Linked DNA regions of Sus scrofa: regions 1 and 2 are each linked to region 3. The links are chromatin contacts, called in public HiChIP or PLAC-seq maps. All regions are on one chromosome and are shown on one strand. Each heading gives the region's core, a stretch centred on a gene start, on an enhancer-like site or on the middle of the called end of the contact. The rest is flanking DNA. Distances are from core to core; before and after follow the strand shown. Region 1 overlaps STARD13 (stAR-related lipid transfer protein 13). Region 2 overlaps STARD13 (stAR-related lipid transfer protein 13). Region 3 overlaps LOC110255744 (a long non-coding RNA gene).

Region 1 (3,109 bases), core at 570-3,069, 250 kb before region 3:
CAAACAAATGACTTTAAGGTTTTTAAAGCATTTTCACATATATTATGCCACTTGACCTCCATAACAACCTTAAGTGATAAGGTATACATATCGCATCATATTACATATTCTCATACTGTAGCAGAAGAACTATGAGTCGGTGGGGTTAAGTGACTTGCCCAAGGTCACACAATCGAGTGGCATGGCTCACAGGGCAGCTGCGCTTTAAGAATTCAAACTCAGCGAACAGTGCCCACAGGGATGGTTTTGTCTGGAGTGTAGTGGTATTAGCAGCTGAACTTGGCAGGTGCGACTTCTGACTTCTGACTCCTGATGTCATCTGCACTATACTAAGCTGTTATATTTATCACTTAAAATGAAAATGGTTCAAAAATGAGAATACACTAACAGCTCCTATTTTTTAATATTGTATATACTGTTGCTTTTATTGGAATATTTTAGAGATTCTCTATGTATACACACAAATATCCATATCTTATATGAAGATGAGTATGATTTATTTGAATATGATATATATGTCTATATAAACGTTAGAAAATATTAGGTGACAGTTTGCATTATTATCCACTTACTGGAATTAGGAATTCTAAAAATTATGTATATTTAAGCACACCAGATCAGGGCAGACTGCACCCATTTTAACCTAGCTTCTACAACTTCAACCTGTTTGAGAGAATGCCTGTTATTTCACAATGCAAGGAACTGTGATGAGAAAATCAAACGATAATTACAAACAGAAAAAAGATTAGTACAAGTAGCTTCAAGAGCAGGCTACTGCAAGCAAAAGCATCACTGTATAAGATTACAGAATTTTGTTTTCAGTGACCAGAGTTTTTCAGCTTTTTCAGTCTAAGGACACAGAGGCAACTTGATAAGTGACACACATGCTAAAAACTAACAGCACAGGACACAATATAAATATCTTGCTGACATCTGAAATGTCTCTGGGCGTCAAAGAGATGGCTGGAGTGATTCGCTGTATTTTTAAGCAGTGACACAGATTTATTAGAAGGTTATTCTTTTCCTCAAGGTTGCCGAGGTAGGCAGCATAAGAGGAGCGGCTGAAATCCAAGGCTTCTGACTGTTACCTTGGTCCCTGCAATAAATTCAAAGTGTCTTCATCAGGCCTGACAGGACACTGTCAGAAATTGGCATTCTTTCACACATTAGAAAAATGGGTCTGGATGCTATCCTGTCACCTGTCAGCATATGTCAGCGCATGTGAGCTCAGCACTCGCAGAACATACTGGCGGGCGTATCTGACCCTCACAGACAGATAAGGTATACATCACAGAGAGTATGTTCCAGAATCTCCGAAAGGCCGTCTCGCACACATCTCTAAACAACTGCATAAGCAGAAGCGAGTCTACAGAGAATTCCGTCCACTGATATTCTCTCCCCCCGCCCCCTTAAATCTAGACTCTAGAAACAAGTTAAGCTTCTGAAAAGACAGTAAGACAAAATGTGCAACTTTCAGTTTCTGACTGCCCGAATAAGACAAGACATCAACGTGGCATTTATTACGAAACGTGTGGAAAGGGGGCCCTGTAGAAAGCGTGTGGTTGCTCGGAACAGCGCCACCTCATTCAAAGGTGCCAGGAACACTAACGAGACCAGGATGTCAGCAAAGGCAGAAAGAGATCAATACTCGGCCCCATTCGTACTTGTCCCACCACCGGGCACTCTGCTGACTCTATGTAAATGAAATCAATCAGCAAGGATTTCTGTAAATGCAAAAAACAGTTGTCCTCTAGACTCGGCCCGAAGATAAATGATTCCAGACGTTGGACGGCAGCCACTTTCCCACACATGCTCTGAAGTTCTGACATCCATATTGGGCCATAACACTGAGTGGTTTCTGCTTCTGCCAGTTTACGGCCTGTGCTTCTTCCACTTCTGGTTGGGACTCCACGGCTTGCTAACGCCAGCACAAAGTAAGTCCCTTTTCGCCTGTGTCAATTTTAAGAGAACTGCCTTTTCTAACACAGGGGATCCTGTGATCCCCCTCCAAACTTTCTGCTACTGCTTGTGTAAACGTATCATTCCAAATCACTGCTTTAGATCTCTTTGGAATGAGACACATCCCAGCCTAATAAAACACATGATATGGGACATGAAATGCAGATGTCTTAGGTGTAACACACAATAACAAACAGCACAAGTCCAACTTTGTTTGAAAACTAAGACGTTTGAAAATGTATTAAACATATCCAGCAGGATTGTTTTCTATGGCAGTTTATAAAGAAGATCCAGACGCAGCTTTCTTTAAAAACTATGTCAACACAATAACATTAGGAGGAAAGGCATATAGAAGTTTAGCTCATGTTCACGGCTATTTCTGCAACTGATCTCAGGGAGTTAAGTACCCAATAGACAGCATTTTCTGCCAGCCTCTCACATCTGAGAGGACACTTTCTCGCTCAGTTGCCTTTGAGGAAAGATACAGGTAATTCTGCCCATAGTTCAAAAAAATAAGAAAGAAAACCTGATATCAGTATCTTTACACTAACTGAGATAAAACAATTTTCTGAGGTTAAAGTAAATAAATCTTACTGTAAGTTTCAAATGTTTTTAAAGTGAATAATCAAAAGGAGAGCCACTGCTTTAAATCTTAAATCAAATTCTTGCTACAAGATCGTCCCTCTAAATATCAAGGACACCCAAAGAACACTTTATACACATCCATAACACAACTCCCAGTATAAATAGGAAATAAGTGTTGTCTTACCCATGCCAGGGCCTCTTCAATGGAATACAAACTTACTTTGTTTAAAAACGTCCTTAAGCTGTGCTGTACCTTTGAAACAAAACCATTCTTGTCTTCATTTCATTTTCTGCTTTCTTGAAAATCGCGTCTCTGAAACTGACAGATGGTGCATCTGTCGCTGAGTGTTTCCTCTTGGTTATCTCTGCCAGCTAATATTTCCCCCGTGCTTAGCTGTTGTCAGTGAGACTGTTCCACATCCTTCTAGCCTGGTCAATGCTGTGCCTGGTCTGAGGGTGGTTTTGGCCCCGCCTCTAGCTCTAAGAGAAAAACGAAAACTCACAGCTGGATTTCCTATAAATCCTCTCCTTTAAAACTGGCTCAGTAGCTACGGCACGTACCAGA
Region 2 (3,099 bases), core at 170-2,669, 210 kb before region 3:
CCACTCCTACTTCTTGATGTGGCCTCCTCTTTGTCTTCTGGAGTAGGATATCTTTTTGAAAGTGTCTGGTCATTTGGTTGATGACTGCTCAGTATTTGGTTGCAAATTTTGTTGTTTTTAGGAGAGAGGGTGAGCTCCAGTCCTTCTATTCTGCCATCTTAATCCTATCTCAATGCACTGTCAGCTATATGAAGACCAAGTTCTCGTCTGCCTTGCTCACTGTGAATCCTGGCACCTAGCACAGGGCCAGGCATGGTGTAGTAGCTCAATACACTTTGAACACATGACTGCACAAAAGGATGGGAAAATGGGACAGGACTGGGAAAGAAAGAGAAGGAAGACATCATAAAGGAAGGAGAGAAAACAGGATGGGCTCAGCAAGATGTAAAGTTTGGAATCTAAGATGCTTAGTGACAAGTTATGTAATGTCTCGGAGTCTCAGATTTTTAATTGCAAAATATCATTATCAACCTCACATGACGGAGCAGAGAATTAAAGGAGATGGTATATGGGCAAATAGCTAGTGTCCAGGATGTGGGAGCCAGCACAGGTTGACAGGTTTCCTTGGCTCCAATCTGAGGGCTGCCAGTGTGATCACATCAATAAGATGATGTGACTCTGAACCCTCTCAGGCCACTGGAGTCTTTGGGCCTTGTCTTCTTTGCACTACCTCTTTCCAAATGAATCACTTCATTAAAATGGAAGCTCTACAAACGCAGGGTGCCAGATTAGCATGCTGCATCCAGCCCAGCTGCGGTCGTCATGAGAAAACCCTGTGCCTTCAGCACAGATGTAGAGACTGAATAGCCACTGTTTGTAGACCTTTTGGTTTCAGAGTCGTTTATTTTTGTATTTTCAAAGAGGAAGTATCTGAGACATCATTATGTCAGCAACATGTAATAGGCTGGTAGACTCTTAGGAAGTGGACACCCATGTTTATACTTCTCAAAGTTTCTTTTTGTCACAAGGTCTAACTGGCTGTCGGTAGCAAGTAAAGCCATATCTATACGTTGGGTTACTTCTTCCCCTAGGGTAAGCCATAACGAAAAAATTTTTAACATAGATGAGAATTTTGAAAGCTATTTCTGCAAGCCTCAGATCTGGCACGCTGTTTAGCTTATCAGGTAAGGCTGCTACTTAAATAAGTAACATCTAATCCTGGATATAATTTCAAAAGTTAATTCACTTCCTTTTCAAAATAGACCAACCAGGAGTTCCCATCATGGCTCAGTGGGTAACGAACCCAACTAGTATCTGTGAGGATGTGCGTTCAATCCCTGGCCTTGCTCAATGGGTTAAGGATCCGGCATTGCCGTGAGCTGTGGCGTAAGTCGCAGACGCAGCTTGGATCTGGTGTTGCTGTGGTTGTGGTAGAGGCCGATGGCTGTAACCCTTAGCCTGGGAACCTCCATATGCCGTGGGTGTGGCCGTAAAAAGACCAAAACCAAAACCAAAACCAACCAAAAACCGTCTCCAGCAAAACCCTACCTTTGCAAATTTCTGATAAAGCCCCCAAAATCCGAACAAACAGGTTTTATTCATCCCGAAAGGCTTCAGATGTAAAAATAATCACATATTAAACAAGGCATTTAGATCACTACTGTGTTTATATTTTCCATATGATACACGGTCCTCTCGCGCCTAAAAAAGGAAACCCCATCACCTTCTACTTCAATTTATTCTGGTTGAATGTATGATTTATCTGAGACTGTGGGTAGCTTTTATGTCTCAGAGGCTGCCCTTTATTTGGAATTCGCTGCCTTTAATCTGCTCTTGGTTGCTCCACCCCCGTGTCCTGCCTATTTTTGACAAGAGGGCGATGAGAACATGGGTGAGGCTGGCTGGGATGGCCTCAGGCCTCAAGAGGCCGCCTCGGCGCGGGCAGCAGCGATAAAGGAGTGCTAGACATTCCATGTGCAACACTGAAATAGCTGCACACCAGTCCCCTGTCATTTGCTTTAACCACACTGAGTCCTAAGAAGGTTTTCGCTCTGCAGGCTGTATTTAGTTCTCCCCCTCTGCATATTTTTGCATGTACTCAACAGTTTCAGTTTTGAATAGGTCTCACTTTATAAATCCCGACGTTCAAGGCCTAGACACAGAACATTTCTAATACGATGTTGAAGCAGTTGGCAGAAAACCAATGTTGTCACCATAAACAGTACTGACCCAGCAGGTATGTACGTGTCTCTCCTGAATTACAGGTGAACTGCTCAAAATCAATTCACGGAAGATCTCATGATCCACGAAGAAGAACATTTGTTTAGATGGTTTTATAACTTTTCCCACATCAAATAATTCAGCAATATGTTCATTTGAAAGTGCTTTTCCCATTAAATTGGATCCTGTGCATTTCACAGGTCATAATCCTGCCGGTGTGCAGGATTTAGGATTGTGAAGGACAGAGACGTGTTTCTTTTGCAGGGGAGCACCAGAGAGACTGGTGGGTTAGAGAATGTCAGTGCCCACGCGGTGCCCACTCTACTCACTGCACAGAAGATCGGGCCCATCCCTGTCACATCCCCTAGATCACAATGTCATACGGGTAACTCTGAGAACCACAACAGAGTCCTACCTTTAAACCAGGGCACTGCGTTTGTGCCCCACCTGCCCCATCTCCACGGTCCTGCAGAAAGCATGGCATTGGCAGTCTTAAGATGACTGTGGACAACCTGCACTTCCTAACAGACGTCTGAGACCCTGGTGGAAACATAGGTGCCATCTTCCTCTTTCAGTCATGGCTTCTTTTTTTTTTTTTGGTCTTTTTTAGGGCTGCACCTGTGGCGGCATATGGAAGTTCTCAGGGGTAGGGGTTGAGTTGGAACTGCACCTGCAGGCCTAAGACACAGCCACAGCAATACTGGATCCGAGCCACGTCTGTGACCTACACCACAGCTCATAGCAACGCCAGATCCTCAACCAATAAGCGAGGCCAGGGATCATACCCGAGTCCTCATGGATACTAGTCAGGTTCATTACCTCTGAGCCACAACGGGATCTTCCTCAGTCATGGTTTTATGCTCACCATTCCTACCCCACTCTTCAGCTTCCTGCAATTAAGGATAGATCCTAACACAAAACTCATTTTTAAAAATATTT
Region 3 (3,081 bases), core at 1-2,500:
ACACTCAAGGTCAAAGAGTGGGGCTTGTGGAAGAGCCCCATGGGAGAGTTAACATTTGACGCCTCCCCATGAGACCCTGAACGAGTTAGTGCAGATTCCTCAAAGACCGACCAAGTGGTAAACCCAGAAAGACAGAACTACTTTGGGAATGGAATCTGTGCTCATCAGGATATCACACTACCAGTGTTAGCTGCTCACCTCAAAGGTCCCTTTACAACTGGGACAGAAGGCGCTCCAGACCTCCAGCCCTTAGGATGGAAGCACAGCAGACGTTTCCTTCCCCCACTGGATCGAGCACCACCTTCTCAATGCAGCATCTACCAACCTCCCAATCTACAATGCAAACACTCCACCCCTGCCAACTCCTTACCCTCTTTTGCCTTTTTCTTTCTTTTTTTTTTTTTTTTTTTTTGGACTAGCACATTTATCACACTCAGCATATTATACATTTTGCTCAACCTTGCTCATTGTTTTCTCACCTCACTAGTGTAAGTACTAGGAGGAGAGAGATTTTCCTTTTACTCTTGTATCTCAGCCTCTAGAAGGATGAACCTGGCACTCAATATGCCTCCTGTACATATTTGTTAAATTGAAAGAATAAACTAGAACAGGGTCTAAATAGGAAGGTGTATCAGATGCCCAGTTTGCAAGGAATTGAGAAGCAACCAGACCTGATGGAGGCAAACGTCAGAGTGCATGGAAAGGACGTATAAAACAGAACCATTAGAGTTTAAGGCCCTCATGCTCTATCTCCCCAGGCCTTTGCACTAGCTTTCTCAGTTTATTTTTGACACACTGCATTGGGTCATCACCTATTACCAGTAAAAAAAGAGTTGAAAGGAGAACAGGGGTCAACAAGATTGGATGATAGGACTGCAATCCGCCAGACTGGCTGGAGGCTTGAGCGAAATAGCTTTTGGATTGAAGCGGAGCCCTTGCTTGGCTTTTTTCACTCTCATTAGCAAAATAAGGGTGACCAGTTGGCCACCTAGGACAACTGCCAAATAGAGAACTTCTGTGACACATTCTATAGAGATTTAATTTCAAGGTTTTTTTCTGCCGCCACACCAGAAAAAGAAATAGCCATCCCAAACCACTTAAATACAGTAGGAAACATAAAAACAAATGCACCCCAAGAGAGTAAGGACTGTACTTAGGGTTCCCACGACAAATCTTCCAAAATCAACAGTGTGGTTTCGTTGAATGTTATCAAAGCTTACGAGCCATACATTCCCACGACATGACTCAGGGACTTTATTTCCTGCCTTCACTTCCTTCAGCTCGGGACCTCACTGAGAGCTTGGCTTTCGTGTGTAGCAATGTAGATATTTCTAGCTTAGCTCGCGTAGACCATAAAAACTGCTCAGAGAATGAATACGCAACGTGTGAGAAGCAAATCAGAAATTTCCCTATTTCATCCACTTTTGTAATTGTACTTCCAATTAAAAAAATATTCACATCAGCTTTTCCTATCACATAAGGTTTTCTCTGATATCACTTGAAACTTTGGAAAGAAGTGTTTCTGTTTTACGTTAGAGAATTGTTATGAAAATGCTAACTTAATAGGAGTTTCTCTATACGGGGAACTATCTGAAAAACCCTCAAAGATAAATGATAAACATTTACAAGAGCGGCATGAGCTCCCAAGTTAAAGGACTGAAAAACTTGAACACTCTCTTCATGTGGATCTCTTACTTTCTTACCAGGCTTGAGTAAAATATTTAAATATTTATGTCTCAGTTTTACCATCTTCTAAACAGGATAGAAATACTTGCTGTGTATATATGACCTTTGAGTAAAGCTGGTAGAAAGAAGGAGGAGGTTATGGATGGTTCTGAATTGTTTTGAATTATTCCTTGTCTTCTCCCCTTCTCCTATAATGGATGATTTAAATCTTTTTTCATCTCGGGCAAAACATCTTTCTACATTTATTACATTGTATCATTTATTTCAGACAAGGAGGTCTTTGAAGCAAGTTTTAAAATAAGAAAATACAACAGCATAGTTACTAACATAATAATGAGAATTGTTACTACTAAATTAATTAGAATAATTGGTCAGTTCCTAAAATACCCTCATGGTAGCAATTTCCTTTGGGTCTCATTCTTAATGTGCAGATCTCTCCCGAACACATCATCCTACTTGATTATGCAGCAATTTCCCGTCTTCTCATACATGATATTAATATTAGCATTCAGTAATTTATTCATGTTAACTACTTGTGTCATATTAAGTTCTTTGTCTGAATAACTTGTATGACAAGACACATTATAAAATATATATTTTTTTTCTTCTGGCCATGCCCACAGGATGTGGAAGTTCCTAGGCCAGGGATTGAATCACCCCACAGCTGTAACCAGAGTAATAGCTACGACACCAGATCCTTTACCCTCTGAGCCTTGAGGGAATTCCATAATATGGTTTTAAGTATTAAACATATAAATGACTTCCACTTTTGTTAACTCTCTTTTTACAATACCTAGGACAGAGGAATATACAGAAAAGTGCATTTATTTTATTTTATTGTATTTTGGCCATGCCTGTGGCATGCAGAAGTTTTGGGGCCAGAAACTGAACCCATGCCACAGCAGCAACCCAGGCAACTGTAGTGATAACTCTGACGCGCCGTAAGAGAAATCTGAAAAGTGCTTTTAAATTTTATAATTTTGCTACTGCTGCTAATATAGTTTCTGCATATTCATTGCTGGGTTTTTTTGGTTGTCTTTTGTTTTATTGGCTATTCCTGAGCAAGTTCCCGAGCCAATGATCAAACCTGCACCCCACAGTGACCTCAGCCACAGCAGTGACAACACCAGATCCTTAACAGTTAGGCCGTCAGGGAACACCCCCCCATTGCTGTTTTTAAATAAAGAATAAATATGAGACATTTTCTCTCAATATCAAATATCAAGCCTCCAAGTCTAGTATATCTTTGATTTTTTAGACTAGGTGTAGTCCCATTTCAGGATAAATTTTGATTAAGTGATAATCTACTCTGCTTTGTTGCTCTTATCCTACAAGTATCATTTTTCTCAAATAAACCCTAGATATATAAGAAATAGATGGGAGTTCCCATTGTGG

What was found. HiChIP or PLAC-seq counts read pairs in DNA pulled down with a chosen protein or histone mark.
Region 1: a contact with region 3 is called in an H3K27ac HiChIP or PLAC-seq map of skeletal muscle. The contact joins two enhancer-like sites. A contact is called at or near these places in 1 of 47 Hi-C or Micro-C datasets (embryonic fibroblasts) and 1 of 2 datasets of contacts at active chromatin or transcription factors (skeletal muscle).
Region 2: an H3K27ac HiChIP or PLAC-seq map of alveolar macrophages shows a contact between it and region 3. The contact joins two enhancer-like sites. A contact is called at or near these places in 1 of 47 Hi-C or Micro-C datasets (embryonic fibroblasts) and 1 of 2 datasets of contacts at active chromatin or transcription factors (alveolar macrophages).

What each region holds. Positions count from the first base shown.
Region 1 is chr11:9,615,737-9,618,845 of Sscrofa11.1, forward strand. All of the region lies in intron 1 of STARD13 (stAR-related lipid transfer protein 13), which reads right to left. Among named protein-coding and RNA genes, the nearest start is that of STARD13, 120 kb to the right of the region's middle. Within about 2 kb of position 1,820, at least 43 of the 83 cell types and tissues checked have an H3K27ac peak or open chromatin away from gene starts, as enhancers often do. A contact at or near this core is called in skeletal muscle, where this site is marked.
Region 2 is chr11:9,658,527-9,661,625 of Sscrofa11.1, forward strand. The region is part of intron 1 of STARD13 (stAR-related lipid transfer protein 13); the gene reads right to left. Among named protein-coding and RNA genes, the nearest start is that of STARD13, 78 kb to the right of the region's middle. Within about 2 kb of position 1,420, at least 25 of the 83 cell types and tissues checked have an H3K27ac peak or open chromatin away from gene starts, as enhancers often do. A contact at or near this core is called in alveolar macrophages, where this site is marked.
Region 3 is chr11:9,864,836-9,867,916 of Sscrofa11.1, forward strand. The region is part of intron 3 of LOC110255744 (a long non-coding RNA gene); the gene reads right to left. Among named protein-coding and RNA genes, the nearest start is that of STARD13, 130 kb to the left of the region's middle. Within about 2 kb of position 1,251, at least 29 of the 83 cell types and tissues checked have an H3K27ac peak or open chromatin away from gene starts, as enhancers often do. A contact at or near this core is called in alveolar macrophages and skeletal muscle, where this site is marked.